Linked DNA regions of Mus musculus: region 1 is linked to region 2. A link is a contact called in public promoter capture Hi-C data. All regions are on one chromosome and are shown on one strand. The core of a region is the stretch at or near the end of the contact, and the rest is flanking DNA. Distances in the headings are between cores, read along the strand shown. Region 1 has its middle 32 kb from the start of Pmp22. Region 2 holds the start of Fbxw10 (F-box and WD-40 domain protein 10).

Evidence for each region. Promoter capture Hi-C pulls out the DNA fragments that hold promoters and counts their contacts.
Region 1: a contact with region 2 is called in a promoter capture Hi-C map of embryonic stem cells, with 2.1 times the contacts expected there. The contact joins the enhancer-like site here to the promoter of Fbxw10 in region 2. A contact is called at or near these places in 11 of 39 promoter capture datasets (the 3T3-L1 cell line, the C10 cell line, cranial neural crest and 6 more), 1 of 15 datasets of contacts at CTCF or cohesin (the NIH/3T3 cell line), 3 of 115 datasets of contacts at active chromatin or transcription factors (all in embryonic stem cells) and 3 of 9 other capture datasets (adipose tissue, liver and macrophages).

Annotation. Positions count from the first base shown.
Region 1 is chr11:63,161,977-63,165,494 of GRCm38.p6, reverse strand. No RefSeq gene overlaps it. Among named protein-coding and RNA genes, the nearest start is that of Pmp22, 32 kb to the right of the region's middle. Within about 2 kb of position 1,709, at least 18 of the 459 cell types and tissues checked have an H3K27ac peak or open chromatin away from gene starts, as enhancers often do. A contact at or near this core is called in adipose tissue, where this site is marked.
Region 2 is chr11:62,845,794-62,849,700 of GRCm38.p6, reverse strand. Fbxw10 (F-box and WD-40 domain protein 10) reads right to left here and starts at 2,578. Exons shown (of 13, transcript NM_001033669.2): 1 at 1,906-2,578. The coding sequence starts at 2,419.

The DNA of each region.
Region 1 (3,518 bases), core at 460-2,959, 320 kb before region 2:
AAGAAAAGCTGAATATGGTACAAAATGATATAGAGCCTAAAATTCATGCAACTTTTGTTATACTACATTACCATTGTTTAATCACATTATAATTAATGTCGTACTATACATAATTTACAATGTAAACTTTGTCATGGGTACATATTTACAGGAGAGAACAGCATAGGATACAGTAGTCTGGTAATGCCTTCGAGTGTCCACTAGGGGTCTCGGGCCACTATTCCCCACGAAAAGACTACTATGCACATACCAGCTTTATTTCCAAAGTGCATTGCACGAGCTGTACTTCTCGCTTTCCTTTTCACATCTTGTAGTTTTTATATGTGAGAAACTAGATATTTCTTTGTATACTATAGAATCTGTGAGTAGAGAGCCCACTCTTTCACCACTTAGAGCTTCTGGCCATTGTTTCCTTGTTTGTTTATTTAGTGACTGGCTGAATTATTTTGATGAGTCTGTATCTTGCCTATTGTACTTTGGATATAAAATGTCATCATTCCCCAGTCCACAAGCCTCATGTGTTGAAGCCTCAGTTCCCAGTTGGTGGCACTATTGGAGGGTGACTGAACCATATGGGCCCTAACTTCGTCAATAGATCAGCCCACAGATGAATCCACAGCTATCTGGACCATTAGAAAGTGAGGCCTGGTTACAACAAAGAGGTCATGGGTACTATGGCTTTAAAGGATATATCTTGTCCCCTGTCTCCAATTTCTCCTTCTTTGCTTCCTGTGGCAAGAGGGTGTGGGGAGAAAGTTATTATCAAGATTAACATAAAGAGAAGCCAATTGGTAGAGAAAGGTCAGAAGCCCTTTCTCACCTGTTTCATACAACACATGGAGCATACTCAAGAAAATCCGCAGCATACAGACATGGCTAAAGAGGCAGGTGCTGTGGAGGGATCCTACACAGCATCATGTGGCTTGTAGCCTAGAACTTTTGGGCTTTCCCCCTCAGTCTTCTGGGCCAGCCCCCATTCTCAGGCATGTTCTCCCATTCATAAGCCACTACCTCTAGTCCTACTTCTAACCACGTGTCCCTGGTCCAATTCTTTGCTGCTGATCACATGAGCCTGGATACTTCAGCAGGTTTCCAAGACTCCAACCCACACCTGAAACCCTCTTGCACAACTCTCCTGCCCTGATAATTCTTCCTCAGCAAAGGCCTGGACTAGTCACAATCAATCCAGCCAGCCATGAACAGAAACCTCGGAAACTGGGCCCAAATAAGCCAGTTTTTCAGTGACAGAAAGTTACCACCACAATGTTCCACCCCCAGTGTTCTTCAGAGAGGCACAGCTTGGGTGTGTCCATAGGCGCCCATGTTGTCAGTGGTTTGGAAGGACTCTCCTCTGTCCCTTACCACACCCACTTGTCAAATTCTACTCATTACCAAATGAACCCACTACTGTTTCCAACGATGTCCTGGGCCGTAAATTGTTCTACAAAGAACTCACCCAGATTCTGACTCCTTTGAAAGAACACTCTGCATTGTCAGGGTTTGGCTGGATTCAGACCCACAGCCCCCCTCTCTGTATGTGAGTTTGGTTTTTCCTCACAGGACCAGGGTGCCCACGTTTCCTTTGCATCTTGGATTATTCCCAGATGTCTTTGCCATAACCTTCCTTTTCCTTCATAGTCCCTTTGGACTTCAATTTCTTCACTCTGAGGCAAATGGCCATTTCCTTGGGGACAGTTTAAGAGCTGTTTGCTCCTTGGCCCATTTTCCCGTCGCCGTGGCATTCTGGGAGCCAAGGCTCTGGCGTTTGGAGTAAGAGCAGCAGCAAGCTTCCCTCAAATGTCTCCTCATCAATGCTGAGTCAGGGGCCTTGAAGGGCAAACTCCTATATTAATGTCTTCAATGAGACTTCCTATTTATTTTCGGTTAAATCCCCACGACATGACATCCCACGACATGACATGAGGCTATCCAGAGGCATTAGGTCCACCACTGTAGTTTAATCTTAAACAGTGTTCTGTAATCTTGAGCTAATTATAAGAACCTGAAACAAAACCATTCTCCATCTTCTTAAATTAACACCTTTAAGCTGAGAGGGGTGAGCTAGGATGTAACCAACTGAGCATGCTCAGAAATGTGCCCACCAATGCTTTGTTTCAATTGTTTAGACTCTCAGCATAAAATCTCAATGCTTCATTTCTTGAGGGAAGGCACTGCTTTGGAAACAGCTCCTAAGAGCTCCTTATTTGCTTCAGGGAATCCATCATTCCCTACCTCATGCCTTGGTCATGCTCAGTTCAGCTTTTCTCTCATCAAAGGATCAGCCCACTGCTCTCAGTTAGAGGCTCTGTCTTCCTGGTTGAAACAGGACAAGAACGAGCAGGACCCAGTAATCATAGCGCAGAGTTCCTGTGCCTTTGCCTAAAAGGTGAGCCTGCCTAAGAAAAAGAAGCCCTATCTCACACTGTACTAAGCTGGGGCTGGATCTCAGGAGTGGGTAGGAGGGTAGGATGAGAGATGCCAAGGACCAGCTCCCCAGGGAAGAAAGCTCATTGGCTAGATGCTGGGAGGTGGAGCCCTGTGTTTGGCTCTTACAGTTTAGTGTTTTCTTAGTCTCAGTGAACTGGGATAAGGGGGTATGAGAGAGCAATCTTGATTTGAACAGCAGATTCTTCAACTTTCACCAAAATTTCTTGGCTGTTTTATGTAAATTTTCTTGCTATCTGCTTGGTACCATCTGCAGGGTGCTATTTTCTGGTGTGACCGAGGAGTGATCTGGTGGAGATCCTTGCCCTGTGGACTAGAAGCCAATCTCTGCTCCTTCCAAGCTTAGTGCTGAAGGTTAGGGAAGGAAAAATTCTGCGAAATTACAGCCAGGTTGTGCTCAAGGTGCTCTCTGAGCAGGTGGTTAAAGATTTCTGTGTGTTTGGGTGTGTCTCCCAAAGGGTCAGAGCCCCAGAACAGCAATTTTCAGAGTGTCAGAACCTTAGATGGTAGAGTCTGGGGGAAGGTGATTATGTCTCCTGAGGCATTACCGTGTCAACCAACAAAATGCTGGTCATGATCGGTGATCAGCCCTCAAGACAGCTGGTTGCCATAAAGTAAGGCCATACTACATACTCACCCCTCCCCCTTTTATGTGGTCATTTGCCTTTCTAACAGGATGTGGTCCAGCTGTGGGACCATGACCATAGGCAACACAAATAGGATTACCCAGTTTTACAGTTCAAACTAAATAAATCTCTTTTCTTTATGAAGTACCCAGGCTCAAGTATTTGTCACAACGTCAGACTAAGACAAAATTGCATAATGCAGAATGGCATGTAGTGCTTAGGGTTGGACACCATATCCCCCAGTACCCAATCTGCTGTGCATAAGATCCTAGATCAGGCTCAGCAGACTGCAGCAGACAGGTCAGCAATGAGACTGTCCCAGGATGGAAGGGCCATCCAAGCCTTCCAAGGTAACTAGTGACAGAAAAGCCATTTCTAGCATCTTTATTGTAGCCTCCCTCTTCTTGTCGAATGAAACCCAAGAGTCAAGAGCAGAAAGTAATACCT
Region 2 (3,907 bases), core at 1,329-3,828:
TGCAGGAAGGGCCGCTTTCTTCTGATGCTCTGACTGATTTCCTTCAACATATAACTGTCCCTGTATCAGATTAGAAATCACAACTCTTTAAAAATATCTGTTTTTATTATTTTTAATTATATCTCAGTGTGGAGATATGTACGCTTAAGTGCAGATGCCCTGGGGTTTCAGAAGAGACATCTGCAAACCAGAGCCATCCCTTAACTACAGAACCATCTCTCCAGCCCCAGAACTTTTAACATATTAAGAGAGACGCTCTCCTATGAAGAAACTTGCCACAATCTATAACTAGGCTTACACAGCCCCAATGTAAACAGCGGATTCCTACAGCATGAGATGGAGCCATCCCAAGAGAGGTATGGGCATGGCATGCCCATTGCACAGTAGAGCACACTGCAGTGGAGGACGCTGGGGGCTGATGCAGGCTTTCTGCTGCCTTGCTGGGTAACCATATTCCCCAGACTTAGGGAGCCGCACACTAACTAATCTTAGCTTTAGTACCCTTGGATTCTCTCGCTTTTTCACAAGTGTCCCTGTGACCCTTTACGTCCTTGATACCAAAGATACAAAGAGAGGGGCTGGACAGATGGCTCAGCTGCTCTTGCAGGGGACTGAGGCTTGGCTCCTCAAACTCAGGTGGCAGCTCAGGACAGTTTGTAACTCTAGTCCCAGGGGGTTCTGACTCCTTCATTTGATCTCCACAGGCATATGACATACACTTGATGCACATACATACCCATAGGAAAAAACACAAAATACAAATAAATATATCAAAAAACCCCCCAAAACTAAAGAAACCAATCGGTTTCCTGTGTAAGGATCTAATTGCATCCTAGATTACCTAGCTTTGGCATTCCTTTAAAAATCATGCCTGTAATCTCAGGACTTGGAAGACTGAGGAGGAAAGGGCTTAAGTTTCTAAGCCAGCCAAGAAAAGCAAACCCTATCTGTGAAGCAGGGAGGGACTCATTAGTCTACAAGTTTGACCACAACTCAAATATCCTTCGGGACCAGGAATTACTCACCTTTCAGAGCTCAAACTTGAAAATTCCCCCTAGAGACCACCCCTCCCACTCTTTACCCACCTCTGGCTAAACCTTCTAGACCTTTGTAGGTCTCTGACCTCTGACCTCTGACCTCTCCTAATTGCAGGTCTCAGACCTCTCCTCTGCTTTCTTTTGCTGTCCAGAACCAGCCAGTCAAACACTTTCAACACTTTCCTGTCAATACCCAGGACCAAGAAGGTTCCCCGCTGGGTCCAGCAATGTCTGTCTATATAGCCAGAAACAGACAGCTTGACATGGTCTCAGACCAGCTGCTAGGCCAGGCTTTGGCAGAGGACCACAGTCTGGTTTTTTTTTTTTTTTGTTAATCTAATCTGTTTGGAGACTCAGGTGCAAACTATTGCTTATAAACTAGTACCCTGGGCAATTTTGGACTTTTAGCCACATTTGGCCTCTTAAAGTATCTTACTAAGATTTGGTTTCATGCTTAAGCAAGCGGCATGGTAAGATAAGACTTTTTTAAAGCTGTAAGTTTTGTTGTTTGGCCTGGTTTCTGCCCATGGCAGTTAAGAAACAAAACACAGCTTCCCTGTCACATCCCTCCTACCCTAGTGCAAGGAAGAAGTGACACCCGTTTGCAGTGATCTGGGCCCAAGGCAGGCAGGATACTGTTCAGTGCCGGGGTGAAAGCTCTGTCCTTCCTTCTGCTTTTCTCAGTGGACAGTTTTCTAGAATGAAGTACCACTCAGCAGCTCCTCCTTTGGTAAGTGATAGGATGTCAGGATAAGGTTCACAGTCCCATACCAGCCCTCTGGGCAGCCTCTGCCTTTCCAAGCCTGTCTGTCTGCACCTATGCCCCCTTCCAAGCCTGTGTCTGGTCTCTGGGGCCCTCTGCTCTCACCTGAAATACTGTTCCACTCTTTCATGAACAGGACTCTGATCACATTGGCAGCAGTGAGCAGTAAATTTGAGTCGCACATCTGCAGCAGCAAGAGAGTATAATTTGCCTTAGTTCGGTGGGTGCTGTTGCCAAACCAGTAGAGGATCTCCTTCATCTTCCGTTCCACCGTTTTATCCAACATCTGGTTCAAGGAGGACTTTACAACCTCCTCCTCCTTCCCCCCCTTCCTACTGAGTTTGATCCGAGACCTGTTGTAGATGAAGTCCTTCCCCTGGGTGGTCTCTAGGATATTCTGGAAATACTGTAACAAATACAGGCTATTTAACTGCCCCAAGATGCTGACTAGAAATCTCCTCTGGGATATGTCGTTGACCCTCCGGAACCACTCTTTGGTGGCAAAGATCTTCCATGCTAAGACACAGGCTTCACACTTCTGGCACACGGGGACCCAGTTGGGTCCCTTTTCACAACGAAAATAGGGGGCCTGCTTGAGTTTTGGTTCCCTGTTTTCCATGACTCTGAGATGACATTCAGTTCATTTAAACCTTGCCCGTTAGCAACCCCACCAAACACCAGAGGGACAGGGTAAGCAGAGAAATAGCCTTTTTGGAGCCTCTTCGGGATGAACATCTGGAGAAACCGTAAGGCACTGCGATGGATGGTAAACTGATCTGACCCAGAAACTGCCTGTAGAAGTCTGGCTTTTTGTACTGACTTCCTTAGAAACATGGCTTTACCGTAAATCTCCTAACCCTGGCACCACAAAAGTAGAGACAGTTGCTGTATATTCTGGAAGAGCTGGTCATCTTATTTCTATAGCAGCTATTCTTTTAACCAAATGTAAAACATAACATGGCCCATTTAAAAAAAATGTTAGCATCTTTCAGTTGCTGTTATTAAGGACTTTTAAATATTCATAAATACAGCTTAGGTGTAATCTTCTTACATTTGTGGCTGTTAGAGTCTATTCCAGTGCCCTGCATATTATATTCAGTCTCTGGTTATCGCCACAGTAAAAGCACCTGTCTTAACAATAATGTAAATTATTTAATTATTCAGGGCTAGCTGTGAATCCACAGGGAACCACTCTCTGGTGCAGAATTTTCAGTTGTCCTGAGGATATGTTGGGAGTTGACTTGTTGTGTAGACACAGTCAGCTGCCTACCCATGTAGCAGAAGGTCTCACCATAGCTTTGTAATGAAGACTGTGAAGTCTGGGGTATGGCTTCTGAGTCTGGGCCCCAGCCCAGCTGCCCATTGCTCTACGAACACCAGCAGGTTGTTTAATGTTCTTCAGTTTCCTTGTCTGAAAGTGGAGATGGGGATGCTTTCTGCTTCACAGAGGATGAAGTGAGACGCTGTACACACAGTACTTAGGATGGGTGGGAACTGAGACACTGTGCACACAACGCCAAAAAGACTGCGTATCATAGCACAGTGTAAGTTAGGGCAGTGTAAGCCCTCACTACACACTGTCTCTCTGTTGTCACTGTCACCACTGCTAGATTCTCCATTTATTCATCGAAGATGTGTTCTAAGACCCCAGAGGATGGCAAAAGCTACAAGGTAATATCAACCCCTAGATAATGTGTATTCCTTTAATAAATAAGGCTAAGTAAGAAAAAATTCAGCAATAACTGTCTTAGCTCCTGTTTCTATTGTTGTGCTAAACACCACGACCCGAAGCAACTAGGGAAGGAGAGGTCTTGTGATGCTCACACTTCCACATCTCAGCTTAGCATTAAAGGAAGTTGGGGCAGGAACCTGGAGGCAGGAACTGGTGTGGAAGCCATGGAGGAGCATTGCTTACTAGCCTGCTGGTGTGGATTGCCCTGGTGATGTTTGTATTTTGATGTTAATCCTGCTTCCTCGAGAGTTGTTGTCCCCACCCTGCCCCTGACAAGGACTCTGTTGATCTCACTGGACCTTTTCCCCATTCTAACTGGTCAAATAAAGGCTAGAGCCTATGATTGGGCAGTGCAAGGGAAAGGTGGGACAGGAG